Regions from separate parts of the Mus musculus genome. Here regions 2, 3, 4, 5 and 6 are each linked to region 1. A link is a contact called in public promoter capture Hi-C data. All regions are on one chromosome and are shown on one strand. The core of a region is the stretch at or near the end of the contact, and the rest is flanking DNA. Distances in the headings are between cores, read along the strand shown. Region 1 holds the start of Eif3l (eukaryotic translation initiation factor 3, subunit L). Region 2 holds the start of Atf4 (activating transcription factor 4). Region 3 holds the start of Mief1 (mitochondrial elongation factor 1). Region 4 holds the start of Eif3d (eukaryotic translation initiation factor 3, subunit D). Region 5 holds the start of Tab1 (TGF-beta activated kinase 1/MAP3K7 binding protein 1). Region 6 holds the start of Rpl3 (ribosomal protein L3).

Evidence for each region. Promoter capture Hi-C pulls out the DNA fragments that hold promoters and counts their contacts.
Region 2: a contact with region 1 is called in a promoter capture Hi-C map of liver, with 2.9 times the contacts expected there. The contact joins the promoter of Atf4 here to the promoter of Eif3l in region 1.
Region 3: a contact with region 1 is called in a promoter capture Hi-C map of pre-B cells, with 3 times the contacts expected there. The contact joins the promoter of Mief1 here to the promoter of Eif3l in region 1. A contact is called at or near these places in 3 of 39 promoter capture datasets (liver and pre-B cells).
Region 4: a contact with region 1 is called in a promoter capture Hi-C map of liver, with 3 times the contacts expected there. The contact joins the promoter of Eif3d here to the promoter of Eif3l in region 1.
Region 5: a contact with region 1 is called in a promoter capture Hi-C map of pre-B cells, with 4 times the contacts expected there. The contact joins the promoter of Tab1 here to the promoter of Eif3l in region 1. A contact is called at or near these places in 2 of 39 promoter capture datasets (liver and pre-B cells), 1 of 484 Hi-C or Micro-C datasets (B cells) and 2 of 115 datasets of contacts at active chromatin or transcription factors (fetal liver and stem cell-derived neural progenitor cells).
Region 6: a contact with region 1 is called in a promoter capture Hi-C map of liver, with 2.8 times the contacts expected there. The contact joins the promoter of Rpl3 here to the promoter of Eif3l in region 1. A contact is called at or near these places in 9 of 39 promoter capture datasets (the 3T3-L1 cell line, the C10 cell line, the HPC-7 cell line and 5 more) and 1 of 484 Hi-C or Micro-C datasets (B cells).

The regions. Positions count from the first base shown.
Region 1 is chr15:79,073,651-79,076,789 of GRCm38.p6, forward strand. It overlaps Eif3l (eukaryotic translation initiation factor 3, subunit L), which reads left to right and starts at 1,573. Exons shown (of 13, transcript NM_145139.2): 1 at 1,573-1,642; 2 at 2,121-2,169. The coding sequence starts at 1,610.
Region 2 is chr15:80,253,723-80,256,861 of GRCm38.p6, forward strand. It overlaps Atf4 (activating transcription factor 4), which reads left to right and starts at 1,462. Exons shown (of 3, transcript NM_009716.3): 1 at 1,462-1,963; 2 at 2,485-2,799; 3 at 2,912-3,139. The coding sequence starts at 2,577.
Region 3 is chr15:80,232,510-80,235,648 of GRCm38.p6, forward strand. Mief1 (mitochondrial elongation factor 1) reads left to right here and starts at 1,571. Exons shown (of 6, transcript NM_178719.5): 1 at 1,571-1,672.
Region 4 is chr15:77,969,200-77,972,338 of GRCm38.p6, forward strand. Eif3d (eukaryotic translation initiation factor 3, subunit D) reads right to left here and starts at 1,625. Exons shown (of 15, transcript NM_018749.2): 1 at 1,484-1,625.
Region 5 is chr15:80,131,424-80,134,562 of GRCm38.p6, forward strand. Tab1 (TGF-beta activated kinase 1/MAP3K7 binding protein 1) reads left to right here and starts at 1,723. Exons shown (of 11, transcript NM_025609.3): 1 at 1,723-1,765. The coding sequence starts at 1,733. The region is part of intron 1 of Gm31253 (a long non-coding RNA gene); the gene reads right to left.
Region 6 is chr15:80,081,863-80,085,001 of GRCm38.p6, forward strand. It overlaps Rpl3 (ribosomal protein L3), which reads right to left and starts at 1,544. Exons shown (of 10, transcript NM_013762.2): 1 at 1,462-1,544; 2 at 528-720. The coding sequence starts at 1,464. It overlaps Snord43 (small nucleolar RNA, C/D box 43), which reads right to left and starts at 1,044; the gene lies at 997-1,044.

The sequences.
Region 1 (3,139 bases), core at 323-2,822:
GGATTTGAACTCCTGACCTTCGGAAGAGCAGTCGGGTGCTCTTACCCACTGAGCCATCTCACCAGCCCACCCATGTACTTTCTATGACTAGTTTGAGACACTCATTGCTCTGTTCTCAGGTGCATCTTACATTGTTCTGAGTACATCTATCCCCTAATGCTAGTGCTTAACCTATGGCAAAACATCTTGGGGTGTGGGTGTGGGGTGAGGGGTATGGGTGTGGTAGTACACACCTCTGATCCCAACACTCAGGAGGCAGAGGCAGGTGGATCTCTGAGTTTGAGGTCATCCTGGTCTACATAATAGACCCTAGGACACCCAGAATTACATAATAGAAAGATCCTGTCTAAAACCAAATGAGCAGGGAGGTAGCTATGCAAGCCTTTAATCCCAGTAAGCAGGGGGCAGAGGCAGGTGGATCTCTTGAGTTCAAGGGCAGTCTGGTCTACAGACTGAGTTCCAGGACAGCCAGGGGTACAGCTGGCTGATTTTTGAAAAATCAGCTGTAACTCCAGAGGATTGATGCCCTGTGTGCATAATTCACTCATACAGAGGAATAAATAATCTTAAAAGTAAGGTCTTTATTAAACCCTAATTCTTTCTTGCTTAAATAAACCAAAGCAACCAGACAGGCAAACAAAAGGAACGACTTTAAGGAGTCTAGGGCTTAAGGAGCCAGGGGGGAGAATGGCAGTTCTAAATAGGACGCTTTGAGTAGAGGGCGTTGATTAGCAACACTCGTCCAGCAAACTCCTGTCTTCAACAGAGAGCCAGGCAGTGATACCGGGGTCATTTGTACTAAAGTCTGGTCAGAGGTAAGCATGAGTGCCGAAGCCCAGAGTTGTGTACCTGGCTGTAATAAGCAGAGATTGTTGTGACCCGGAGACAAGGATGCAGGTGCCCAAAAGGTAAGGCAAATCAGCTGTTCAGGGATTGGTTCTCGCCTTCCACCATGTGGGTCTCCCACATCGAACTCAGGTCGTTAGGCTTGGTGTCAAGGGCCTTCACCAGTTTGGTCATCCTGAGTGTTCTCAGGTTGATTTTTTTTTTTTTTTTTTTTTTTTTTTTGGTGGTGGTGGTGTGGGGGAGAAATTTCTCGCTGCAGGCAAAACCGTTTACACCTAAATCTAAGGTCAGGAACGCTACATCTTAGCAGGTCACTTGTCATCGTCTCTGTACCGTTTTCTTCTGATTTCTCTTTATTTTTGTTGTTGTTGTTTTGGAGACCCCGCTTTATAATCAGATTGGCCTGGAAATAACTAACTTTGGTTATCCTCGAATTTGTTGCAGTCTCCTGCCTCCGCCATCCTTGAGATGGCAGATGTGAGTCAACAGGGTCTAGGCATTCTTCCCCTTTATCGCTTGCCCGCCCCTACTTCTGCGTGCACACCATACTCCACAATAATGTCCTTTGAAAAGCCCGTTTTGCAGGGAGGAAGGAACTCTGATAGTTTAGGAACTCCGTCCTTCCAATCAGAGCTACTTCGCTTCCCCGGCGACCCCGGAAAGGCTTTCGGGCAGGTTGGGCTGGGCGGGACTTCCGGTCCGGCCAAGCAGGCGCGGAGTTCTTCTTCCGCTCTCTCCCACGGGCTTCTGGAGCGCCGTAGCCATGTCTTACCCCGCTGATGACTACGAGTCTGAGGTAATGAAGCGGTGAGCGCGTGGCGGGGTCCGCGGTGGGCACCCGGTTCGGTGGGATCTGTCCCCGAGGTGAGGCGGCGTCCAGATCGGGCCGGAACAAGCGGACCTCGATCATTCCGGCCCTCCCGGCCCCGGGTCTCCTCCCCGGGTCCCTCCTCTGCCGGCCGTATGTCCCCGCGTGTAGTCGCAGTCAGTCGGAGGCGGGCTGAAGGGTGTTTAATGCTGAGTTCTTGGCTCTCATGGCGTCTGCTTCAGACGGGGCTATTACTGTGTTTTTCTTGTCTTGTTGCACCTGTAAGCGTGTTTTGTGCTTGCCCGGGGTCCCTTTTCTCTCACACATGTGAAGCCCTCCGAGGTAGCGACTGTCAGTCTTATCTGAGTAGTATGTTTTGCCTCCTGCTTGACATGGAGGCCCGAGGACGAGCATTTTTGGAGTCCCCATTTGGCGTGTCTCCCTAACTTTGTCTCTTTCCTTGCAGGCTGCTTATGATCCCTACGCCTACCCGGGCGACTATGATATGCACACAGGTGAGGCTCTCAGTTTGCCCGGCTGTCTCTTGCCTTCCAAGGATTGGCACTTTTTTCTTTGACCATCTCAGCGTTGACTCCCAACAGGGACCTGTTAAAAACTGCGTCCTAATGGAGTGGTGGAGTCGGCCATTAGGTCTGATTGGTAGGGTTGTGAAGAGTCTAATTAAACCAGGCCTTTTTTGTGGTCTACCTGCCCACGTCAGAAGAGGACCATCACTGACCCGGCTAGGTTTTTCTTACTTGGGGCAGATTTTATTTGTTATACTGGGGTGGAACCCAGAGCCCCATGCTTGTGGACGGTCTCTGAACCACACCCACAGCCCTCCTCCCTGAGCTGTCTGGCCAAGGTCAAAAAGCTTTGTGGCTTTGTTGTTTGGGTGCCGGAGATGAGATTAAACCACACACTCCAGCCCCAAAGAAGGAAATCTTGGTGTGAAAATCTTCCTTGATTCAAACCAAGTCTAAGTGAAATACTTTGGGGAGGCTTTTGAAGTTTACCGAAATGTTCTAGTCACTTTGAGATTAAGTAAGTACCAAGTGGCTTGCGATGCTCACAGCATGTATTTTATTGGCCCTTACAGTAGAGTAGTTTTACAAAGTAAGCATGTTAATGTGTCTTTAAAGGTGAAAGAAAATAGCGTACTATGCATCATTTGGTTAGAAAGTGAGTTTCCTTTCCTGTTTTTTAAAGATGGGGGTCTCGTTATGTAGCTCTGGCTATCCCGGAACTCACTATATAGAGCATGCTAGCCTCACAGATTCAGCTGTCTGAGGGTTGGGATTAGCAGTGTGCACCCACCTACCCAGCTGAGAAGTAACTTTAATGGTATGTCCTGAGGGACAAGGACAGTGGGCTGGGATTGAGGATGACGGCTGACCTTAGACCCTTGCCCATGCTGGGCAAGCAGTCTGGGACTGAGACTGAACTCTATCCCCGGCCCCTTGGGGTGGTCCTGCCCCGACGTGT
Region 2 (3,139 bases), core at 212-2,711, 1.2 Mb after region 1:
CAGCTGCTAGGATAATTGGCTGTTAGAAAGGAGGCCAGAAAAAGAAGTGCAAGCTTACACCACGTGGAAGGTTTCTGGGGAGGCACGTTTTTGTATAGCAAAAGGCAGTCATGTATCACAGGTTCAGGAGTTTAGCAAAGCAAGGGGTGGGCATACATCATAGAGTTAGGAACTCAGCATAGGTTAAAAACCATGGTTTGCAGGGTACATTATGCTTAGGGGACAGAAACTTGTAAGGGATGTCCACTTAATGTAGCAGTGTGGCTGCTGTTTTGGTTTCCAGAGCAAAGAGAGGACATAGTTACCCTTTTGTTGCTTTTGCATGGAAAGACTAGGTAACTTCTGTATGTGTGCACATGCACTTGTGACTTCTTTGGGTATAAAAACATCTCATTATGTAGGCCTCGTGTTTTATGGTTGGTTCCGTCTCAGTAAACAATAATAAAGGCTCCTCTGAGGAAGGAGGATGGAGTTAGGGATATAGGGACTGGAGAGTTAGGTTCGAATTAATAAATAGCAATCAATCATATAATCAAGGACGACCTTGAACTATGGTACCCGAGCGCTAGGGTTGGGTTGTACAAGGCTTGCAAATAATCACTGAGCAGTAAGTGGCAGGCACTGTGCCAGTTGAGTGGTATTTGTGTGAGTCACTTAAACAGAAGTGGAAACTCTTTTTAAGATTTCCAGGCTGGAGTTGGAAAGAGCCTCTCAGCACTCTCAAAACAGCATCCTTTATGGTGAGGCCTTGACCAGTACCTGGGGCTCCCGATCACTTAGGCGGCAGGCTCACTCATCAGGATGACTTCTTGGGAAGGTGATACCTGGAAGTTAAGGCTTGAGAGCCAACTGAATAAACCTGATCTTAAGGGAACTGACCCTATACAAACCGGCAGTGAGGGCCTCTATGATGGGAGGATGGGCATAGGAGGTTAGACCTGAGGTTAGGCATGTTTCCCCGGTTCAGGGGAAATCGCTGAACTGGAGGAACCGGAATATCTCCCAAGAAGACCCCAACACGAACGCCCTGCCTCCAAGTGCCGTCCCTGTCCCAGGACTGACAGGAAGCTGAAGGTTTGGACCAGCTAACTCAGAAGGGTCTCTCCACATGCCTGAAGCCTGCCCACTCGGTTCTGGAAACAACAAATACATGAAAAGATGGCTTCCAGCCCAAAGGTCACGCCTGGAAGCTGTTTGCTCGGTGCGGAGCGATGCCGGAGAGAGCAAATACACATGGATCACATCTGACAAGAGATGGCAGGTGTGACAGTCTGGCGCCCGGAACCTCTGGTGGCTCCTCCCTTTCCACGCAGACCCCTGATCCTAGAGCGCCCAGGTGCAGAGCCAATAGGAACTTGAGGTTTAGGTGACTCGCCACGCCTGGGCCAATCAGCTCGACGCGCGCTCCGACGGCGTCTCGCGTGATAACCTGGCAGCTTCGGCTTTGACCGTCAGAGCTTTGGCTAGGTGTCCCACCCCGCCTTGTAAGACACCGGAAATTCGTCAACGAGCGATCCCTCCGCGCTCCGGAACCAGACCGCGGCTGGTCGTCAACCTATAAAGTAGTGCACTTTTCTCTCATGGGGCCTTTAGGACGATCTCTAACGCCACAGTTACCCCCCGAGCACAGCGGAGAAGGGTTGGGGCGGGCGAGGGCGTCAGTGAGAGGCGGTTTGGTGGCGCTGCGGTAGGATCACGTGACCACAGTGGGAGGATACGCGGTGTGCTGCGTCCCTGGCCGAGGCTATAAAGGGCGGGTTTAGGGCGTGCCGCCGCCATTTCTGCTTGCTGTCTGCCGGTTTAAGTTGTGTGCTCGGGTGTCCCTTTCCTCTTCCCCTCCCGCAGGGCTTGCGGCCACCATGGCGTATTAGAGGCAGCAGTGCCTGCGGCAGCGTTGGCCTTTGCAGCGGCGGCAGCAGCACCAGGCTCTGCAGCGGCAACCCCCACCGGCCTAAGCCATGGCGTGAGTATGGGGCCGGCCGCGGAGGGCGGGGGCCTCGCTGTGGTTGGGTGCGGCCCGGGCGCGGTGGCCGGCACACGCGGTTTTACAAGCGGCCGGACGCGTCGGCCTTGTTTGCGTTGCCTGCGACGCCGGCGCTCCCGGGCAGAGCTGGGCGGAGGAGTGTCTAAAGCGCTACTGCTGCCCCTTCGTCCTGTCTTAGCTTAATCATCTCGGGCTCACCGGGGTCCCCGTGTCATCCTGCGAACGTGGCGATGCCCAAGATGGCGGTGGGGCGGGGGTGTGAGTCACGGGGGCGGGGCGCGGCGGCCTTGGCCGTATTAGGACGCGAGGACAAGCTGCTTCCTCTGGGTGGCCGGTGAAGCAAAGCTAAGCCTCCATCTTGTGCAACCCGAGCTGGCGGCCGGGGAGGCTTACACAATGGCCTTGGGCCCGCGTGCTCTCCCTGTAGACGCTTCTGGGATTTGGCCATCCGGCATCTTAGATAGAAAGATGACTGGACTTGCTTTTGGGTCCCCATCCAGGCTCTTCACGAAATCCAGCAGCAGTGTTGCTGTAACGGACAAAGATACCTTCGAGTTAAGCACATTCCTCGAATCCAGCAAAGCCCCACAACATGACCGAGATGAGCTTCCTGAACAGCGAAGTGTTGGCGGGGGACTTGATGTCCCCCTTCGACCAGTCGGGTTTGGGGGCTGAAGAAAGCCTAGGTCTCTTAGATGACTATCTGGAGGTGGCCAAGCACTTGAAACCTCATGGGTTCTCCAGCGACAAGGCGGGCTCCTCGGAATGGCCGGCTATGGATGATGGCTTGGCCAGTGCCTCAGACACCGGCAAGGGTGAGTAGGACGGCTGTCCTGGTGTGCCCTTTTCATATGGATCTGGTGTTCTAATGGCTTTCTGCCTCCCGAATATGACATGAACCGTTCACACCTGAATTTCTTTTCCCAGAGGATGCCTTTTCCGGGACAGATTGGATGTTGGAGAAAATGGATCTGAAAGAGTTTGACTTCGATGCTCTGTTTCGAATGGATGACCTGGAAACCATGCCAGATGAGCTCTTGACCACGTTGGATGACACATGTGATCTTTTTGCCCCTCTAGTCCAAGAGACTAATAAGGAGCCCCCTCAGACAGTGAACCCAATTGGCCATCTCCCAGAAAGTTTAATAAAAGTCG
Region 3 (3,139 bases), core at 321-2,820, 1.2 Mb after region 1:
AAACTGAACCCGCTGCCCCAAGTGTACCACCAGCACAAAGGCCCTTTCCAAACCAGACAGACTTGATCACTCTGACCCCTGACCTTTCTTTGACCTTCCAGTCTGTACTGGCTAGTTTTGTGTCAACTTGACACAGCTGGAGTTATCACAGAGAAAGGAGCTTCAGTTGAGGAAATGCCTCCATGAGATCCAACTGTAAGGCATTTTCTCAATTAGTGATCAAGGGGGAAAGGCCCTTGTGGGTGGGACCATCTCAGGGCTGGTAGTCTTGGTTCTATAAGAAAGCGGGCTGAGCAAGCCAGGGGAGGCAAGCTAGTACAGAACATCCCTCCATGGCCTCTGCATCAGCTCCTGCTCCCTGACCTGCTTGAGTTCCAGTCCTGACTTCCTTGGTGATGAACAGCAGTATGGAAGTGTAAGCCAAATAAACCCTTTCCTCCCCAACTTGCTTCTTGGTCATGATGTTTGTGCAGGAATAGAAACCCTGACTAAGACACAGTCCATCCATTCACCAGTGAAATGCCTACTGTACCTGAACCTGTGCCCTGGGTAAATGAATGTTCCCCTTGAGCTGCAATTCCTATAAGGTCCTGTTTCCTTATGATGTGAGTTGATAGTTATGTCCAGTCCTGTACCCAGTCCAGAGGATCCCAGATTGCCCATGCTCTGTGAAACCTGGCTGAACCCTGAGGTTTGCATCAGTGTCTCGGCTGGCTGGTCTCTGGTCTCCAAAACACCACAGATATGTGGGGGCTGGAAGACACTTTAATGTTTAGCCCCCATTATACTGGGAGCATGGGGCAGGAGTGGGGTGAGTGTGGGAAGGTTAGTGAATCTGGAAAAGGTAATCCTGACATCCGAGACTCTGTGTGTGAGTGGGTAATCCTAAGGTCTCCCCCAGAGGGTCTCCTTGTCCTTTACGAGTGGAAAACTCGTCTACTTAGGAGACTGTCCCGAGGGATAGGTTACCCGGTCTTCTAGCTGGAAATTTCACAAACTAGATTTATTTGGGTCACAAACTTCTTTCTTTAAAAAGCAAAGTAGGGCGGCCTAAAAGAATGGAAAGCCACACACTTTGGAGGAATACTGAGCTTGGACCCACTGTGAGCCTCTGCAGGGCTCAGCTTTCAGTGCAAATGACCCTGCCTCCCTCGGCCTCGATTTTCCCAAGTGTAACACTGGAATGCTGAAGTCTACCAAACAGAGAGGTTGGGTTGGACAAAATGCAGTGTGTCAAGTAATCAATTCAGTGTGGTCAGAGCCTCTCGCAGGCCAGACGTAGGCAGCAGGTGGAGGGCGACGACTTGCGGCTCCTCCCTTAAGCCACACCCAGCCAGCACTGAGTTTACACAGAGACTGCACAGTAACGCTTTCGGAGGAGGGGCCGTGGAGCTAGGTAACGTCACCTAGGAGGCGGGGCTGCGTCTGTGGGCGGGGCCCCACGACGGGCAGCGCTGGACTAAGTTCCGGGCTCCGCCTCCGGAGGGAGGCTACGGAGGGGCCGACCGGAAGTGCTTCCGCCTCCGCCCGCCTCCGCGCTCCCTGTCGCGTCTCCGTCGGCCCCGCGAGCGAGGTCGTGCCCCGGAAGTAGAGGGGCCATGTTGATGGGTGACCCGGAGAGAGGTACTGGGCGAGTGGCGAGTCCTGAGGAAAGGTAGCGCGTGGTCCGCGGGTGAGTGAGGGAGCGAATGAGGGCGGCCGGGGATCGCCCGTTTGAGCTCGGGCCAGTTTGGGGGCTACCGGCTCCCACCGGGGCCTCCAAGCTTCGCCCCGCCCCGCCTCAAGACCCGGTTGCCTCAAGCCACAGAGCCAGCCTGGCCCCGGGGTCTGCGTTCCCGTCCTCTGGGCGTTGTACCCCGATCGGAGCCCGTAGTCAGTCACTCAGCGACCTCGTTCCAGCCCCTGCGTGACGTTCTCCTTCCAGCCCTCCGTTGTTTTTCTGCATCTTTTGCATCCCGGAAGACCCTCAGGGCCAAAGGGGAGCTGTTCTGCAGTTGAGGAAAAAGGGACAGCGGTGGCTTGCCCCGGTTCGCGCTGGAAGTTAGCAAGGTCAGAGGCTACTGCTTCTGTCTTGGAGCCCAAAGTTCAGATCATTTTTTGTTTTTCATCCAGGAACTCCCTTCACCCCTGAAACACATACAGGCTCATACAACAACTGTTTCTTCCTCATAGGGTTATGGGGAGGATTCCTCCTTCCAGCCTAGTTTTGAGGTTGGTGAGCCCTGGGCCCTGTGCTGGCAAAGTTTGCTGAACGCCCTGAAGTGCACACATGTAAGACACCCCCCCCCCCCGCCCCCACCTCATTCCAGCGAGTTAGGGTCTGGATTGTTTTGGTGAGTGGGCAAATCACTTCCTTTTGGGAATGATGTCACATACTTGGCACACATCTTTCATCTCAGCTCTCAGGAGGCAGAGACAGGAGGATTTCAGAGTTTGAGGGCAGCCTGCTTTACAGAGTGAGTTCTAGGACAGCCAGAGCTCCGTAGAGAGGCCCTGCATCAGGAAACCAAATTAAACAAAAGCAAAAGAAAGCAAAAACAGAAAGAATAAAAAGAAAGAAAGAAAGAAAGAAAGAAGAGATAGAGTGATGTCTCTGTGGTTAAGAGCACTGGCTGCTTTTCAGAGGACCCAGGCTCAATTTCCAGCACTTCTGTGGTGGCTCACAACTGTATATATTATAACTCCAGTCTAAGGATATGACAGTGTTACACTCTCAAGGCAAACTGGCATGTAGACAAACATGCAGGCAAATACCCATACAGAAAAAAGTAAAAAAGTAATTAAAACAATAAGGCCAATCAGCGTGATGCTGCTTATATGGTGGTACCAGGATCCAGATATAAATCCTGGTCTTTAACTACTCTAGGCCACACTGTCTGGTAGAGTCCCATTACAGGGGCTTTTTAGGAGCAGTTCTCAAAATAACCTTGTGTAGTAAGTACTCTCATGATGTCTTTGTTATCTCTGTTTTACAATGAGGAAGCTGATGCCCACTGTACTTTATGCTAAGTGCCCGGGCAGTGGGATGGCACAGCCAGGACTCAAACTCTACTTCTTGAACCCTGGTGAGCCTTAAACTGAACTTCTCCAGGAGGGGCTGTTTACAGGGAGGAAGCTGATCCCAGCTTTGCCATGAGTC
Region 4 (3,139 bases), core at 375-2,874, 1.1 Mb before region 1:
AGCAACAACAAAATCCTAAAAATAAAGGACTAAAACCAACCAAACAAGACCATCCCCTGAACCCTCAATCAGACCCCACCCTTCCAATTTTCCATCAGCACAAGTCCTGTACAGTGCATGCAGCCAAGCAAAAGGACCATTGGTGACCAAGGTGGTCACAAACTTCAGAGCAAAAGCGGCCGAGTGTCAAATGTCCATACGCAGGAGCACCAGGACACTGTTCTGACCGCTTACAGCACACGCGCTCACTAAACCCTTCGGACAATCCCGTGGGGCCAGTCCCATTTTCTGGGTAAGAAAATTTGAACACAGGCAGTGTAGCTTTGGCCCCGCAGTATATAGTATATACCACAGCTCATTTTAGGAAAGTAAAAGCTAATAGCTGTATAATCCAGGGGCTTGCTGGACACTTCCCATCAAAAACCAAAGCAAACAACAAAAGGAAAAAAAAAAAACCCATGCATTGACCACACACAAGAAACCTGAAATTGTCCACCATTAGAGCTCAGTAGCCTCTCCTCCTCCTCTGACACACGGAAGCTGGTGATACTTAGGTGACACGGACAAGAGTAAACCCAGGAGCTTCACCCTCCAAATATGAACGTATGCTAAGTTGTAGGAAGAACACGGGGTTGTGGGAGAGAGGGTGAGGTGGTGGTGGTGGGGTGTGGTGGCCTTCAAACAGCTGACATGAAGTAAGAGGCCCCAGGATGTTGGGGTGCTGTGCTGGACGCTTTACCACCGACTGCTACCACACACCCCATCTTTGAGACACAAAGCTAGCTCTGCTAACTTAAGGAGTCCATCTGCCCATCCCTTCAAAAAGTTTCCAAGGCTGTCTACTTAGGCCCGACCTCCTTCTGGTTATACTGTGGGTAGCTGGCAGCCTGACCACCTGGGGCTTTAAGCCATACCCAACAGGCTGCCCCCAAAGCAACTGTAAACTTGAGTTGTCACAAGTTCAAGATGGCTCAAGGCCTGATGTGCATCATCATCTATCTCCCTGGATGGACAGGGTTTGGTCCTTCGGCTACTGCACACGTGAATCAGAAAGAAAGCAGTAGGGGAAAAGTAAAACGGCGCGACAGCTGTATTGGCCACAATACAGTGTGGGTCACTGGGGACACTACAGGTGGGGGCCATTAACTCCTGGGCTCCGTTTCCGATCAGAGCTGGAACCTACTCTCAGCCCCCCATTTCGGAGCACAGAAACAATCTGTTCGAACCCCTAGAGGAGGCTACGTCGCCCCACAACCCACCCCACGGCGCTGAGCAGAGCGCCGAGCGAGGGATCCACACACAAGGTCCGGTGTCCTGCATTCTGAGTCGTGCCTGGGACCACCGGGGGCCAATTCCCGCCCCGCCCAGCGGAGGGGCACAGGCGACAGGACGTAAAGGAAGGCTCTTCCGGGAGCTCCCGAAGCCACGTCTAGCCCAGGCTGGCTCGCGAGGTCCGCAGGGTCCCACGAAACAAGCCGCTCACCTGCAAAAGCCTTCACGGGCCCGGATGGCGACAGATGGCCCGGGGAAAAAACTGCGATTGCCGGGATACTCCGAGGAGTCAAGGCAGGAGGGAAGATGCGCGCGCAGGGGCCGGTGCCGTAAACGGCGACCAGCGCTGTCGTAAATGGCCCTACCACTTCCTTCTTAGTCAGCGGAAAAATGTCAAGCCGTAAAGTGAGACACAACCGGAAGTGTGTCACAGCTCTCGGCTTTAAAAAAAAAAAAAAAAAAAATCCTCGTTCGCCCCTGAGGTGCCAGACACAAGTGAGGGGATTACGTCAGTGGCGTCTGGGGACGCCCGGAGAGGTTCAGAACTGAATCGTGGTCACGCTCGGGGCCAGAGAAGCCGGGGCGGGGAGTCGGAGCTGTCCCCGCGGTGTCCCATAATGCTTCGCGCCAGGCTCGCCTCCTCTGCCTCCCACAATGCCCCGCCGCGCTCGCTGGCCCCAGCGTGGTCGTCGGTCTGGCTGATCGTTATCTGGAGAGTGGCCCGGCGCGTTTCGTGTGCTTGTCACTTGTGGCCCCAACGCAGGGTGGCAAATGACCTGCCTAGTCCGGGTTGCTAGAGCTTCGGGGTGCCCGCTAGGACTCAAACCTTTGTCCCACAGGTCACAAGCGTCTTTCAACGGAGATTTCTGGTCGCTATTTTTTAAAGCAGATTTAGAGTGCCTCGCTCTAAATCGATATTCAGATCGGGGCTATCCAAGCTACGTCTTAATTGATCATCACAGTTCACAGGGTGCGGGTCAGTGTGACCTCTTGGCGTCTTCCACCCCCTGCAGCCGTCTGGAAAGAGACTCGGGATGGGCGTTTTTTAAAAAGCTGGTCCCTTCTGCCTGCTGTTTATGTTTCCTTGATAGTTTCTCAGCAGATCTCCTTGATTAGAAAATACATCTTTAAAAAAAGAAAAAAAAAAAACATCTTAGATACATGTGGTGTCCAGGGTCAGCCAAGTGTAGTTTTATGGCCTTCATATCTGACATCTCTCTCCCCTCCTCCCTTAATGAAACTGGAAATGCTAGATAATAAATTGTAAAATAAATGGTTGTCAAAGGACATTTCCACATTCGGGTCCTTACCGTGGATACCACTGGGATGAATTTGATCAGGTGATTTGGCCTCTACCTGTGTTGGAAATGGTAATGTTGGTGGGATTACCCATTTCACTAATTTACCAATGAGCTTGCCTTCCCGTTTCCCCAATTTGTGTTCTCAGGATTTGGTGGGTCCTGCTGGGTCCTCGTCATTAACTTAAATTTCCCACCACATTGGGACTAGCCTGTCTGTGTTGTAACTTCAGCCGTACCTGAGTGCTGTCTGCCCTCATAGTACCATCTCCCTCATTGTTCGAACCATTCATACTCCCAGTGGGTTGCTCCTCAGGATGCTCAAAGCTCTTCCCACACTTCCGAGGGAAGATGTGGCCTGACATCTCCCTGCCCTTCTGAACAACCTCTGCTCTGGCCACCACGACCCTGCTCTCATTCCTCTCCCAGCAGGTCCCACACTTGCTGTACTTTCTGCCCCAAAGGTTTACTGTCACTGTCTGGGTCCTATTGTGTGTGTGTGTGTGTGTGTGTGTTTGTTTGTATGTCTTTAAGAGTTAGTTGCAGCATGTTCTGGGATCCCTCTACTC
Region 5 (3,139 bases), core at 473-2,972, 1.1 Mb after region 1:
GTCTTCTATTCCTCTGTAGAACCTCTACTCTTCAGGTGTCTGTGTCTCCTCCCAACCTGTCTTCTGCTCACACACCCCATGAGGGATATGTCTTCCACCTGAAGAGCCTCAGCTCAGAGCCTCTAAATAGAATCCAGTTATGTGCCAATCAAATCTTTCCAAAAGGCCTCCCGCTGTTGCTCGTGTCCTTGCACCGTCTCCCTTGGACCCTGTCCACTCCCCCCATCCCGCCCCTTCAGCTGCTCCATCTGTGATGTCTTTGCATGCTCAGCTTGTGTTCTGAGCTCTAGCCCCCCTACTGACTTGACAACGTCTCATCTCAGAACCACACCAAACTCAGCATGCTAACGTGGAACTCACACCTTTCTCTTGCTCCATAAACCTACCTGAGCCTGCAAAAAAAAATCTGCAGGGATCTTTGACACACTTCTTCCCATCAGCACTGTCTTTTTATTGTTGTTGTTTTCTCGAGACAGGGTTTCTCTGTGTTGCCCTGGCTGTCCTGGAATTCACTCTGTAGACCAGGCTAGCCCCGAACTCAGAAATTCGCCTGCCTCTGACTCCTAAGTGCTGGGATTAAAGGCATGTGCCACCACACTGGCCCATCAGCACTGTCTTAGGCCATTTCCTGTTGCTTTAATAAAATGCTTGATACTGGGGGGCTGGAGAGATGGCTCATCGGCTAAGAGCACTGACTGCTCTTCCAGAAGTCCCGAGTTCAAATCCCAACAGCCACATGGTGCCTCACAACCGTTTCTAATGGGACCTATGGGATCTGGTGTGTGAAGACAGTTATAGTGTACTCATACATAAATACACAAATCTTTTAAAAAAATTGATACTGGATTATTTATTCATTTAATGAAACAGGGTGTCATATAGTAGTCCATGCTGGTATCAAACTTCTGGTCCTCCTGTCTCTTCTTGTTGTTGTTTTTGTTTTTTTTTTTCAAGACAGGGTTTCTCTGTATAGCCCTGGCTGTCCTGGAACTCACTCTGTAGACCAGAAATCCGCCTGCCTCTGCCTCCCAAGTGCTGGGATTAAAGGCGTGTGTCACCACGCTCGGCTCCTCCTGTCTCTTCTTAAGGGATGGGATTACAGGACTCAAATTTATAATCCCCCTGCCTCAGTCTCCTAAACTCTGGGATTACAGTTGTGACTCTCCAAATCGAGCTTCCGCACCGTGCTTCTAGAACAAACAGACTCTTCCTTTGGGCACTGGCCAGTCACGCCAAGTGGCCTGCAATTACATTGCCAGCTAACACTACACTCCCATGTTACCGTCCATAAATTTAACTTCTGAGAATTTACAACTACTCGGAATTGCAGTCTTCTCCAAATCTAACTTCAGCTAGTTTGGCATTGGGGTGGCCTCCATTATAAGATCAGGCAGTCAGTCACCCACTACTCTTGTAAACTGAATCATTCGTTCTCTCTTGCTCCCTCCTCGCTAAGCCGCTTTAAATAGGATCTCAGGATCTCCATCGGGGTGAAAAAAAAATCCGGGAGAAAGCACACCCATAAAGACCCCAGGAAACAAGAAAGTCGAAGAAAGTAGGCTGATGGGGTTGGGGGTGGGGTGGGGGCAAGAGCCGCGCTTGCTCAAGGCGCCTCTGCTGCGCCTCCTCCGCTCCGCCGGGGGCGCTGTGGATAAGCTCCGCGGCAGCCCGAGCCGCTCTAGCCCCTCATCCCGCCACTCCGAGAGCCTGGCGCGCCGCGGGGTCCTCCAAGATGGCGGCGCAGAGGAGGAGCCTGCTCCAGAGTGTGAGGAAACCGACCCGCTCTCCGGGCTGGGAGGGTTGGGAGCTCGGGTGTGTCCTCGGGTGCAGGAACTGTTGTCTTTAGATGGCAGAGCATGGCCCTCTCGCCCCAGAGGCCTTTGGGGGCTTGCAGCGCGCGAGACCCACAGCCGGCTGGCGCCGCGCCTGTTCTGCGCGTGCGCGTCGCAGGCTGGGGCCTCTAGGGGGTCAAGGGCGCCGGGGTCCTGCGGAGTGGGAGCGTCCTCGAGCCGGAAGGGGACGTGGCGCCGCCGAGCGGGCCATCCGGAGCGTGGACACGACTAATAATAAATAGCCCCCCGCTTGTGTAAGGCGTGCTGTATCTCTGGCATTGTGTGGACCGCCTCGCGTTTATAAGCTTCGCCAGCAGCACCGGAGAATAGTTAGCGACTAAAAGTTTTTACAGACGAGGAAACCGAGGTCAGGCAGCTGGTGAGCGGCAGAGGCAGAGGCAGGATTAAAATAGTCTGGTTCCAGAAACACCCCTAAGGTTTAGGCTCCTCAAGTGAGGGCGTAGGGTTTTACTTCTGCCTCCCAGTTCACCGGGTCCCGTTGAAGGTTGGCTCCAGGCACCCCGACCTGGTCATCTGGACCTCCACGGTTTGATGTAGTCTACCCGTCCCTGCATCTTTCTCACATATGTGCAGTTACACATGTATGTATGTTAGCTCAGAGTACTGTTTGGATCTGCCAGGACAGGGCGGGGATCCCTTGGCCTTCCTTACCGTGGCACTCTGTAGGAGTTGCCTCTGGATGTCTGCTTCCTTGAAGACCAGCGCCTCTTAGCATGTTGACTTCACCACCCTACCACCCTTGCATGCTAGGTGCTTGGTCAGTGTCTGTCACAGAATGAGGAAATTGGTCAGGAACTAGGTCTTGGCTTTTCAAGGGTGGGGGGAAGTAGCTTGCCTGGCCTAGAGGATCTGAAGCCAGAGGGAGACGTGGGGGAAGAGAGAGATGGCTTTCCCTTCACTATTGTGTGCCTGCTCGGGCCTTTTGTAAAACCCTGGGAGTAAAGAGGTCTGGCTCTCTGTTTTGTAAGGTCCCAGAGGGCAAGGCCCTTGTATAAATGTCCCCATTGTAGAAAGCGTCTGGGGAACACTGATATGATTGTGACCTTGAGAGAAAGAGGGGCTGGGAAAAAAATAGTGACTGATGCCGACTGAGTTGGCTTGCTAACAAGAGAAAGGTCGACTGGGTCAAGTATCTTCTGTCTCTTCCTTGTGATGGGACCCAAAGAACACCAGTTAGGGCAGAGTGTAGGCTTTTCCCAGCACACAGAGAATGTGTTCTCTGTGTATGCTGGCGGACTTTAAAAAGGGGGAGGGAGGGCCGGCTTTAACCCGTAGTGTCTTGATGC
Region 6 (3,139 bases), core at 294-2,793, 1.0 Mb after region 1:
CTGTCTCCGCATCAGAATACTGGGCCTTCCAGGACTGCTCTTCAGAACTGCGGGCTCTCCAACTGCAGCTTTTAACAATTGAGCCAAAGTTTCTAACCTCCACTTACTTTGCAAGGCTGCTAACAGGCACCATGCCAGGTGGTGACTATCACCACTGAAGTAGCAAAATGCCATGTGCTATCTAGACTGTCTCAAAGAGGAGCTTTATCACTAGTCTGGTTTCATGTCCAGAATACACTTGTTAAATGTGTCTACCTTTTCAGAGTACCTAGGGTTGATAACAGGCACTGGCATGGAAACAACCAACTACCCCAACAGGACTCTGCACAGGAATCTGTGTTAAATTTCGCTAGGCCAAAACACTTCTAGGCTCCCTTAGTGTGGGCACTACCACACTAAGTCAGGCTTTGTTCTAGACTTACCACAAAGCACCCCAGGATGAAGCTATTGTGCTCCTTTGGGAATTTACTGTAACTACAGGCAAAATTACACACAGCCCAAGTTGGACAAGGAAGTACTGTACATACTAGATCCTGGCCTGTCAACTTCCCGGACGATGTGGGTCATGCCAGCCTTGTAACCCAGAAAGGCTGTGAGGTGAACGGGCTTGGAAGCGTCATCCTTAGGGAAGCTCTTCACTTTCCCACGATGCCGGCTGCTGCGCTTGCGAGGCAGGAAGCCCAAGGACCCATGCCTGGGAGCTGAGAATTTCCTGTGAGACTGAGGTAAAGGGAGAGATCACAACATTGCTCTCAGTCTTCCAATCAAGCCCAAAGGAGGGTTCCACATTTAAAGGAATTGTATCAGAGGACAGACTGCAATAAGACTTCAGCTTAATGCTTTTAGTTTCCATGCCTTTCAAACACAAAACAGCTTAGTTATACTAAAACCTCGATGGGTGAACTTTCAAGAGTATCCCATGTGACTAAATGGCAACATGGCGTATCAAGATGGAGTCTAATGCAAGTCGGCCTCAAACACTCCCTCCTAAAGCCAAATCAGAACTTGACATTCAGCACAGAGTTTCTGTCCGCCCGTCAAAAGGTTCATCATTTGTGGCTTCTGAGAACTCTAGAGATGCACCTTCCACTCTTATAACATTCCAAAATGGAGACCCGACCCGATTTGCCAAATTTCTCCACTTAACCAATGCATTCCTAAAGACCTGGGCCATCCCTACCAGACTGACCACTACCCTCGAATTAAGCACAAAACAGCCCATTCCATAAGTCCCTTAGGATTACGCTGATATCAAATGGGTCGCACACAGGCCCAGGCCGGTCCCACACACATCCTCCGTAAGGCCGTTAAGGTCCCTGAATTTCCGGACGGTCGCGGCCCTCACATCGATCCCCTATTACATCCTTTCAGGATTGGCGAGCCAGGGATGGCGCCGATGGGAGGTGAATACAAGCCAGGCCCACAGGAGACCAAGTTAGAAGGCAGCATGGCCATACGTACCATCTCGCCGCCACACGCCGCAGATAGAGAGCGACCAGGAGCCAGTGCAGGCTATATAAAGCCAAGTGATGGCTCCGCCCCCTGAGCGTGCGAACGTGTTGACGCATAGGCGTCGGGTCGAAGGGCGCGCATCGAATGTCATTTTACACACATTTTTCCCGCCCACTAGGATTGACAAATAGGGTCTACGGAGAATGATTGGGTTCAAGCTTAGCGAAACGCCTCGTCGACGCTGAGGTTTAGAATGTAAAGAACTACGGCGTTCTGCAGCAGCCAAATTTCATGATAATGAAGAAAAATGGAGGCATTGTGCTTCCTCTCACTTCTAGAACGGAATCACACAGGGCTAGTCCCACACAGCAACGAAAACAACGGCGTTGAAGCAGGCTTAGTGTGAGACAACTGACTGCGTTGTTCTCGTGAGCTCTTAAGATAGACTGAATGAAACTGCTCTTTTACCTAACCAGTGATTTTGATGTGATCACCAACATTGCTCTCAGTCTTCCAATCAAGCCATGCCTTTAATGCGCCATGATTTCGGGCACATCTCCCTCAAGTCCTGTCTCTGCCAATTCAGTCTCCAGATGTCATGTCCCGTTCATATTTTGTTCTTAATTTCAGATTTACAAATGTGTGAGGTTCCCCCCCCCCCGTGTGTACGAATGTGCGCCACGGGCGTGCGTGACATTTTCAGAAGTCAAACCGGGCTGGAGAGATGGCTCAGCAGTTAAGAACACCAACTGCACTTCCAGAGGTCCTGAGTTAAATTCCCAGTGACCACATGGTGGCTCATAGCCACCTGTACTGGGATTCGATGCCCTCTTCTGATGTGTCTGGAGACAGCGACAGTGTACTCATATACATAAAATAAAAATAAATCTTTAAAAAAAAATAAGGGCTTGAGAGATAGCTCAATGGTTAAGAGCACTGACTGTTCTTCCAGATATTCTGAGTTCAATTCCCAGCAACGATATTGTGGCCTATAACCATCTGTAATGGGATCAGGTGACCTCTATACTCATATATACACTAAATAAATAAATCTAAAAAAAAAAAAAAAAAAAGTCAAAATAGTGTCAGATCCCCCTGGACCGTTGTTAATGCTGTGAACTAGACCTGGGTCCCGTGGGATGACAAGTTTTCTTAACTTCTGAACCATCTCTCCAGATCAAGATTCTTAATGAATTTATTTTTCGAACAGCAACATAGGTTTATTAAAATTTAAAAAATAATTTCTGAAAGTGGAGGAGCGCCACTTAAGAATATCTTAAATAAGCTCTTTTTAATTTTATATTTATGAGTGCTTTCCTCATTTATGCACGTGCACCACATATGTGCAGTACCGGGGAGATTTGAAGAGAGTATGGAACCCTCTGGAACTGGAGTTACAGATGGTTGTTGTGCTGGGAACCAAACCTTGGTCCTCTGCAAGAGCCCTTAATTCCTAAGACGTCCCTCCAGTCCCAAAAGAAGAATTATTTTTTCTTCCTTTTTTTTTTTTTTTTTTTTTTTTTTAGACAGGGTTTTTCTGTGAAGCCTTGGCTGTCCTGGAACTCACTCTGTAGACCAGGCTCCAGGCTGCCCTCGAACTCAGAGATCTGCCTGCCTCTGCGTCCCAAGTGCTGGGATTAAAGGCGTGCGCCACCACCGTCCTGGCTTTCTTTTCTTTTCTTTTCTT